Linked DNA regions of Mus musculus: region 1 is linked to region 2. Evidence: chromatin contacts called from public HiChIP or PLAC-seq data. All regions are on one chromosome and are shown on one strand. Each heading gives the region's core, a stretch centred on a gene start, on an enhancer-like site or on the middle of the called end of the contact. The rest is flanking DNA. Distances are from core to core; before and after follow the strand shown.

Region 1 (4,146 bases), core at 391-2,890, 130 kb after region 2:
CAGGTGAGCCAGCCCTGAGGGTGTGAGAGCAGGAGAGCTGGCCCAGCCCTTACCTGGCTGCAACACTTGGCAGAGTGGGCCCTGGGCTTTGGGCAACACAGTGGTGCTGGCTCTTGAGGCATGGGTTCCTGTGAGCCAGACCCCAAGAGCATGAGCAAAAGAGAGCTGACCCTGGCCTCCTGCTAATGGCAGTATTAGGAGACCTACCTGGAGTGGTGCTATAGCTCACTCTGGTGGTGTGGATAAGAGAGAGCTAGCAGGTTGACCAGTTCAGCTACCACACAGGTCCAGATCCACAGTTTTGCATTGACCCACCACAGCATCTACATCATGTGTGAGCTGTTAGGATGTGTTGGGATGCATGAAAGGGCCTGATTTCAGCTGATCCAAAGCTTCAGGATCTTATGACATAGGGCAATGACCGGATAACAGGAAGAAATCACTATGATGATGATCCAATACTGATGGTATCACTGAAATAAAAAGCCTCAAATCACTTGTAGGCATGAACCCAAAGAACTTAGTAGCCTATTTTACTGACACTCTATTTACAACATCTAAGAAGGCATCCATTAAACTGATGGAGAGATAATTAAAATATGGTACATATACACAATAAGATACTACTCAGCAATAAAGAATAGTAAAATCTGTAGGTAAATTGATGTAACTAGACAATCTTATACTTCTGAGTGGGGTCCATCCAGGCCTAAAAGGAGAAATGCTATTTGTTTTCTCTTATGTAATAGTTTCACTTTCAAATATTTAGTGCGTTTAATATGGAGTACATGTGAAAGCTAGAAAACTCGACACAGGGCATTGGTGGCAGGGTATACCTTTAAGGAGGAAGGATAGTAGGTGTAGAGGAAGTCAAAGTAGAGAGGGGAATACTGAAAGTGGAAGGGGTAACAATGAAAGTCAAGTGGGCAAAAGGTTCAATCTATAGTAGAGTGTTAGGGTAGGAAATAAAGGACCAGGGAAGACTCAACCAAAATGAACTGTTCATGAGAAGCTATTTGGGAACAATGATCTTGTACTTCTTGTTGTTGCTGTTGGTTTTTTTGTTGGTTTTGTTTTGTTTTGTTTTGTTTTGTTTTGTTTTGTTTTGTTTTTTTCAAGATGAGGTTTCTCTGTATAGCCCTGGCTGTCCTGGAACTCACTTTGTAGACCAGGCTGGCCTCGAACTCAGAAATCCGCCTGCCACTGCTTCTTGAGTGCTGGCATTAAAGGTGTGCACCACCATGCCCTGCTACACACACTCCAGTGAAGTCTGCTTGGCAGGCCTGGAAGCACTCATGAGGCAAAGAGTTTCAAGGAAACTCAACTTCCTGGAACCTTGGCATTCTCATAACCTGTATACTCATACCCTATCCCCGAGTTAGTCTGGTGTATGGATCCATGTGCTCTCTTTTAGTATTATTTTATTATAAGTGCCTTTTAAGATTGAATTCTGACATAGGTAAGCCTCCACCAGTGTTCCAATGTCTTAGAAAATGCTTGAAGCCGATGAGCTTGGAATTCAGTAGGAATTCAGTAAGAATGTTACCTATTCAATAACATTCAAATTTACTTCTAGCAGAGACTCAGTGAAACTAATTAGGCATTACAAAGAACAGAGCTAAAATAGCTCAGGGCTAGTCTGCAGAGTGATTACTTAGGGCAGTAGCCAGTCTTACCCAAACAAGGGAATACACAATGGCCTAGCTACTAGGTGGATTTATCATGAAAGAGTTAGGGAATCCCCCTGAGACAGGGAACTTCTCTACAGCCAGGTATAACAGGCTACATTGCATATTAGAAGGAAATTGGCGAATTCTTCTGACAAATGGAGATTCTCCACAGATACTTAAAAGAACACCCAAGTTACACTCATACAAGAATTTATCAAGGCCTAGGAAATAGGGGGGAGGGGAGGTTGTGGTATTGCATTATTCATGAGAAGGTCTGCTAGAGCAGAACCCCCTGGTGCTAGCTTTCACAAGGCTCAAAGGAGTAGCCCAAATTGTGACTAGGGTGTGAAATACTTACCTGTCATTAGCTGACCCTAAGCAGAGCTATTTTATCTTTACTGTAAATATTAGCTGGTTTCTGTAGTCCTTTTGAAGTCATTCCTTTGTTTTGTGTCAGGTAACTTCAATTTTGCCTGCTGTGACATCCTACCCCTTTGTTTTCTGTATTATATAAGACTGGTGTTCACTTTGTGACAATACATTCAGATTCTACACAGTCTCTCGTGTGATTCTGTCTGTCATTCATTCGCCGACTCCTTGTCCACCTGCAACCAGAGACCCATTCTATGCAGACAGGGACCAAAAAGGTCTGCAGCAATGCCCAGCTTCTACGTGGAAATATAATGATCAGATAGTAGAAAATATGTGATATGGAAGAACAGGGAGAGAAAACTAGGAGGCAGAGGTGTAAGTGGGGACAGGGACAGGGACAGGGACAGGGTACTGAATGAAAGGAGCAGCAAGAGTTGGGTTCGCCAAAGCTAGGCAGGTATGAAGACATTTTATGAAATCCCACTAATTTGTCAGCTACTTAAAAGTATAATTTCTAAAGGCAAACAAACAACAGAAGTACTCTGCATTAGAGAACAATGCTGCTCCTAAGAGAAATGGGTTAATACATTAAAATCTCAGTGTTGGGAATGGGGTAAGAACCCATTGCTGAAGACATCACATGCTTGGTTGTAGGATAGAAATAGGTTAGTCTTGAGTTGATCTGAAAACTTTTCTCTGCTAGCTGGCTTTCATAGTGCTGGATAATGCTATGCAGCTTGTTAAGGGACAAAAAACATCAAAGATCATATTCAGTTCTGAACCTACATGCTACAACACTGACTGCCAAACAAGATGTGCAATGGTCCAATAGTGCAAGACTGTTATGGTGATAACCAACCACTCTCCTGTTTCATTTGCAATTGGACAACAAAACTTACATTCAAATCTGAATGTACGCAGACTATGGAGGGGCATGCTTGAAGCATGACATGGTAAAGAAAACATCAATTTGCATCTATTTCCTCATCTGTTCTGTTAGCCAGGCATCCTCGGCACCAATCTGAGTCTCTGGGCAAGATCTGAGGGGAAAGTACTTCCTCCCTTCAGTAAAACATTAGGCAAACAATTTCCCTCCCAGAGGATCTGTCTCCCAACCTCAAGTTACTTCCCCTGGTGGATTTCTCACTTTCACTTATCATATATTTCATTTATTTTTCAGAATAGTCACTCAGCAAACATTTACAATAGCATATTATATGTCTCTGAATGTTCTAGAACACCTTTCTCTGACCTCTTTGTGCCCAAATCTCCACAATAAATCTATCACAGGCAGCTTAGCTCCCAATTTTCTTCTGACCATATGTTCCCTGATTCCCTGCACCTCTGATGTTCCCTAGGGCTTTCTACTATCTGTAGGTAGAAAATCTGACAGGAGGCGGGGAAAGCCAGAAAGATACTCATTGAAACTCAGCAGTAGGAAAGACAACTAATCCCTGATGTCAAATAATTAGTACTGTCCCCAGTATGCTCAGTGTCACCATAAGCACTAGGGTGACTGTGAGAATGTTAAGCTGCAGTCTCTGTCCCTGGGGGTACTGGGAGAGGAGGGAAAGGAGTATAATCTTGCTAGGCATGATTTATGAAAGATGGAAGAACACCAACTTAATTGAGCCCCGTCTAAAATTCATAGACTTGGAGTGTTTAAATATGTTACGGTATATGATCCAACTTGATATTTTTAAACTGGGCAGTGTTGACTTTGAAGAGATTTCTCCAAGTTTTCAAAATAGTCAATGCTGAAATAGTACCATCAAAATGTGTCCTGGGAGTAACAAGCTTGTCCTAGATACAAGAAAACTAATTGTGGAGTCTGTTCTCTCCTTTCTATAAATACATGATAAACAAAAGATTGTGTATGTAACTAAATAAATATTAATACCAGCCATGAATTAAGAGTTAAGACTTCACTTTTCTTGGCAGCATCACTATAATAATAGATTTAATATGGTTTAAAATGTAAAGTTCTAGTGACACTGAGATTTCTTCTTTGAAAAATAATCACTTAATATTTTATATCCATTTTGTTGCACAGAGTAGCATCTCGATGAATTTAATCAATTTTCAATAATCAGAATTAATATGC
Region 2 (4,206 bases), core at 655-3,154:
GCCGTTCAGGATTCCAGTGTAGCACTGAGGCCTTTTCAGGGTAATCTTTTAGTCAGGAGCAGAAGGAGAGAATGCAAATGTAAGATCAGTATATTTAGAAGCTTTCCCAGAGCTGTGAACTTTGATGAATCAGGTCTTTGTCTTCATTTTGGTAGGTAGTACTGCTGAGATTTATGACCTGAGTGGTACTTCCACTATGGAGTAGTATGTGCTAAGAGCCTGTTACTATGCAACAAGACTTGCTTGTCTATCTCTTTCAATCAGGATAAAAAGATTAGATGGATAGACAGACAGACAGTTGAGCCCCTCACCCTGGAATCTAGTTGAAGTTGCTTACCAGCTTAGCCAACACTTTCAGCATAATTGATAACATTTGGTATGAGGGTTAAGTACACCGAGAAAATTTGCCTTTTATATAAAGATATCTCAAATGAGTTGTGCTTAAGGCTTAAGTGTATATGTCCTTTCTTCTTTACCAGATGTAAAAATCTATGATATCACAAATAAGATGATATACTTTTACTTACAGAAAAAAAATCTTAATTTCCCATGTAATCACTGTGATTTAGCGTTTTATCTCATCATCTATAATTCCATCTGAAAGAACCCCGTATCGGGGAGACCCTCGCTCAAGTCCCAGAATGAGCCGATGCCCCAATAACTCGAGAGAAACCATTCTTGATGCAATATTGCATGAGGTTTATTCGGGAGTAGTCAGCATGCTGAGTTCAAGCTCATAACCCTCACAGGGATAGAGGAGATCGACCCCTAGCAGTCGCCGTTGGGAGTTTTTGAAGGAAAAGACCACAAAGAAAGGGGAGGATAAGACCACAAAGAATGGGGAAGCTGAGTAAATACCATAATTTGAGTTTCAGCTCATCTCTGGTGGAGGGGTTACAGGCTATCTTTGGCAAACATTCCTGGTCCCTTACCTGGTCCCTGGTGCCTGGGTGGGTCACCCAGTGGTTATCTGCTTCTCAGGCTGCCAGGTAAAAGAACAAAGAGCTTCATGCTGGCTTTGTTTCTGGGGGTCTGGGAGACATATTGAGTTGGGGTCTTACACATCCAACTCACCTCCAGAACTACTCCATTTAAGTTCCTTAAAATTTTAAGTTCCTTAAAATCCTTTGATATATAACCTCAAAAAGCAACTAAAACCATATGTATATGTGTACGTGTGTGTGTGTGTGTGTGTGTGTGTGTGTGTGTGTGTGTGTATGTGTATGTGTATGTGTCTATGTATATGTAAAACTGTATGTATATGTAACTATTCCAAACATATTAAAAGCCAGATTCTTTTGAGAAACCTATACCCTGGGAGTAGATGCCTGGATATATCTTACCTCATCCTCACCACCAGTGCCTCTTTATCTTTCTATTAAGCCCTGCGCCTAAATCTATAGTAAGCTTTCTTTGTAATAAATTCCAACTCTGCTTCATACTGGCTTGTGTTGAAATTCTTTTTCTGGAAAAATCTTTTCAGGCTATGCAGGCAACATCATAACACTCTTTCCAGCCCGCGTTGCGTGGCCACTAGCACTCTCACCCTGATTTCTAACATTTTGACTTGTGCTAGAAGAGAACAGATGTGTATAGCACATCTGGATTTCATAAGTGTTCCCCAGTACACTTGGCCCCCAGAAGTATTCTGAAGCTCTATTTGCTATGTCTGTGACCTTCAGCAAATCACTTGACATTTTTGTAGAAGAGTAAATTGGACCAGGTAACAGTGTTTGGATTGTAAAACACCTTGTCCATTTCTAGCTGCTACTGATTTCTTGAGTGAGCCTGAAAACACCAGGAGCCTGACTCTGAGGCCCCTTTTTTTCAGTGTTTGCAGGCTCTCTCATGAGCCTTCCATTAGCTCATTCTCCAACCCCTCCCAACTCCATAAATCTGCATACGAAAGGACCAGACAGCTGCAGCTCTCAACAGCTTTGGTTTTCATCACTGCCTCTGTCATCCTGCCTGCTGAAGCTGCTTTTTAAAGGGGCCAAGCCTCTTTTAAACAATTCCAAATATTTTTGAAGATACAAACCAGAATATAACAAGAGTACAAATAGATAAACTGAGCAGCTTTTCCACAGGTGGGTAAAGTAATGAGAGGACATCTCTGTGGGAGAAACTCTGTGATGTTGGCTGATTGTAGAAAGGGCTCAAAACAGCATGGAGGAGATTAGGAAGCTGAAAGTAGAACACTAGAAATTAGTGACATCATGAAAAGGTGCTGGATAAGGAAATGCATCACCTTCAGAGGACATCCTTGATGCAACACCCTCTACCAAGATCTATATCACTTCAAAACCCCACCAAGCAAAATCAAATCCCGGATGTTCTAAGGAAAGGCACAGGAACTCCATAAGCACCAATGGAAGAATACCAAGATGACTTCTGATCTTGTTAAACCAGCCAGACAGAGAAAAATATGCAGTCCCACATTCATGTCTCCCCAAACTCTACTACAATTCCAGACATTTTAAAAACAGGTCTAGAGAAAGAATTAGGATGATAGCTCAGTGGAACTGTCTTTGCCTAGCATATACAAGGCTCTGGCTTTAATTTCTAGCAACAGAGAAAGAAAGAAAGAAAGAAAGAAAGAAAGAAAGAAAGAAAGAAAGAAAGAAAGAAAGAAAGAAAGAAAGAAAGAAAGAGAGAAAGAAAGAAAGAAAGAAAGAGAGAGAGAGAGGTAAAGAAAGAATGGAAGGAAGAAAGGGAGGGAGGGAGGGAAGAAGGGAGGGGGGAGCACGGATAATAGAAAAGACAAGAAAATAGAAACAGTATCATATAGCAGTATGGTAATGAAAGACCCACAACGTGAGGACTCCCCCACGTTCTGACTCAGGAGAGGCGACACCCCAAAATCACCAACGAGAAAACGGTCTTGTTGCAAATTGCAAGAGGATTTTTATTCAAGAGCGCTCTCGGGCCCACGGTCATACACCACGCAGGGGTAGAGGACTGTGGCGCGCCGAGTAGCTGGGTAAGGGGGTATTTAAAGGAAGAAACCGAAACTCAAGGAAGTGGGGAGGGCTTTGTTGGAAGATACCAAAGATACCAGTTAAGAGTCACAAGGAAGTGTAAAGTTACAAGAGTCACAAGGAATACCTGGTAATTGTTAACTCTCAAGACAGCTTCTAAGAGCCCCTAACAATAGCACATTTGCATTGCAGGTTCTGGTAATGGCCAGGGTGACTTTCTTTGAATGAGCACTCTTTGAACCCAGGAAGCGGGTGGGTAGAGGAATGTCGCTATCTCTTTTATGATTAGCATACCTTTACAAAGGCCACATTCCCAAGCCTGGGCCTAAAGGCCTAGAATTCTGTTTTTACATTGTTATACTTTCAGTAACTTAACATGTCTTTATAATTCAAAATGTAAAACTCTCAAAGCAAACAAAAGTATTGTCTAGGACAGAACTTTAAATACCCTTCCATTCAATGTTTGTAACTTTACTTGCCCAACGTCTTTGAATATAATGACATTTCTCCTTTTCTATGTAAAATCAATACACCTTTCAATGTTGCACTATAAATTTCTGACCCCAAGATTGTCTGTTCCATTCAGAGTATCTGAGCTTCAGTTCAGTTCTTTGCGCATCATCTTGTTCTTCCCAAAAATCATTTTCCCAATAACACAGTGTGTGGGCTGAAGAGGAATTCCTTTCTTTTGGATTAAAAGGAGGTAGAAAGATGGAATTTTATTTAAAAACATTTTCTAGAGTGATTGTACTTGGAATTTGAGGCAAGGAGGGAGGGTGTCATCAGTCATTTAAATGTTTCATTTAAATGACAATAAGTACCCAACTCTTTAGATTCCAACTAGTGGCAAGACCACTATTTCTTGTCATGATTCTATTAGTATACATTCCATAAAATAGGCTCCAGGAGACAATAGGTTAGGGGTGGTGAATCCCCAATCTTTGAAATCTAGAAGACTGGTTTTCATGTGTGGACTCTTCTGTTAAACTTCAAAAGGATAGTCAGGGCCTCAGATCTCCTTCCTACTTTTTAAATAGAAAAGAAACTAAGGAAGGCAAAGAATACTGTGGTTTACAGCTGGAACGTCTCCCACAAGCCCATGTTAAAGGCTTAGTCCCTAGGTTGATCTTATTGGCAGGTGCTGATCTCTTTAGAAGTGTCTTTAGGTAATGAAGGAGTGCCCTTGAAGGACATACTGGTCCCCAGACCCCTTTGCTTTCTGGCGACA

Evidence for each region. HiChIP or PLAC-seq counts read pairs in DNA pulled down with a chosen protein or histone mark.
Region 1: a contact with region 2 is called in an H3K27ac HiChIP or PLAC-seq map of stem cell-derived epiblast-like cells, with 3 times the contacts expected there. The contact joins two enhancer-like sites. A contact is called at or near these places in 1 of 484 Hi-C or Micro-C datasets (embryonic stem cells) and 3 of 115 datasets of contacts at active chromatin or transcription factors (embryonic stem cells, epiblast stem cells and stem cell-derived epiblast-like cells).

What each region holds. Positions count from the first base shown.
Region 1 is chr3:18,827,346-18,831,491 of GRCm38.p6, forward strand. No RefSeq gene overlaps it. Among named protein-coding and RNA genes, the nearest start is that of Gm30789, 190 kb to the left of the region's middle. Within about 2 kb of position 1,641, at least 12 of the 459 cell types and tissues checked have an H3K27ac peak or open chromatin away from gene starts, as enhancers often do. A contact at or near this core is called in embryonic stem cells and stem cell-derived epiblast-like cells, where this site is marked.
Region 2 is chr3:18,693,722-18,697,927 of GRCm38.p6, forward strand. No RefSeq gene overlaps it. Among named protein-coding and RNA genes, the nearest start is that of Gm30789, 53 kb to the left of the region's middle. Within about 2 kb of position 1,905, at least 62 of the 459 cell types and tissues checked have an H3K27ac peak or open chromatin away from gene starts, as enhancers often do. A contact at or near this core is called in embryonic stem cells and stem cell-derived epiblast-like cells, where this site is marked.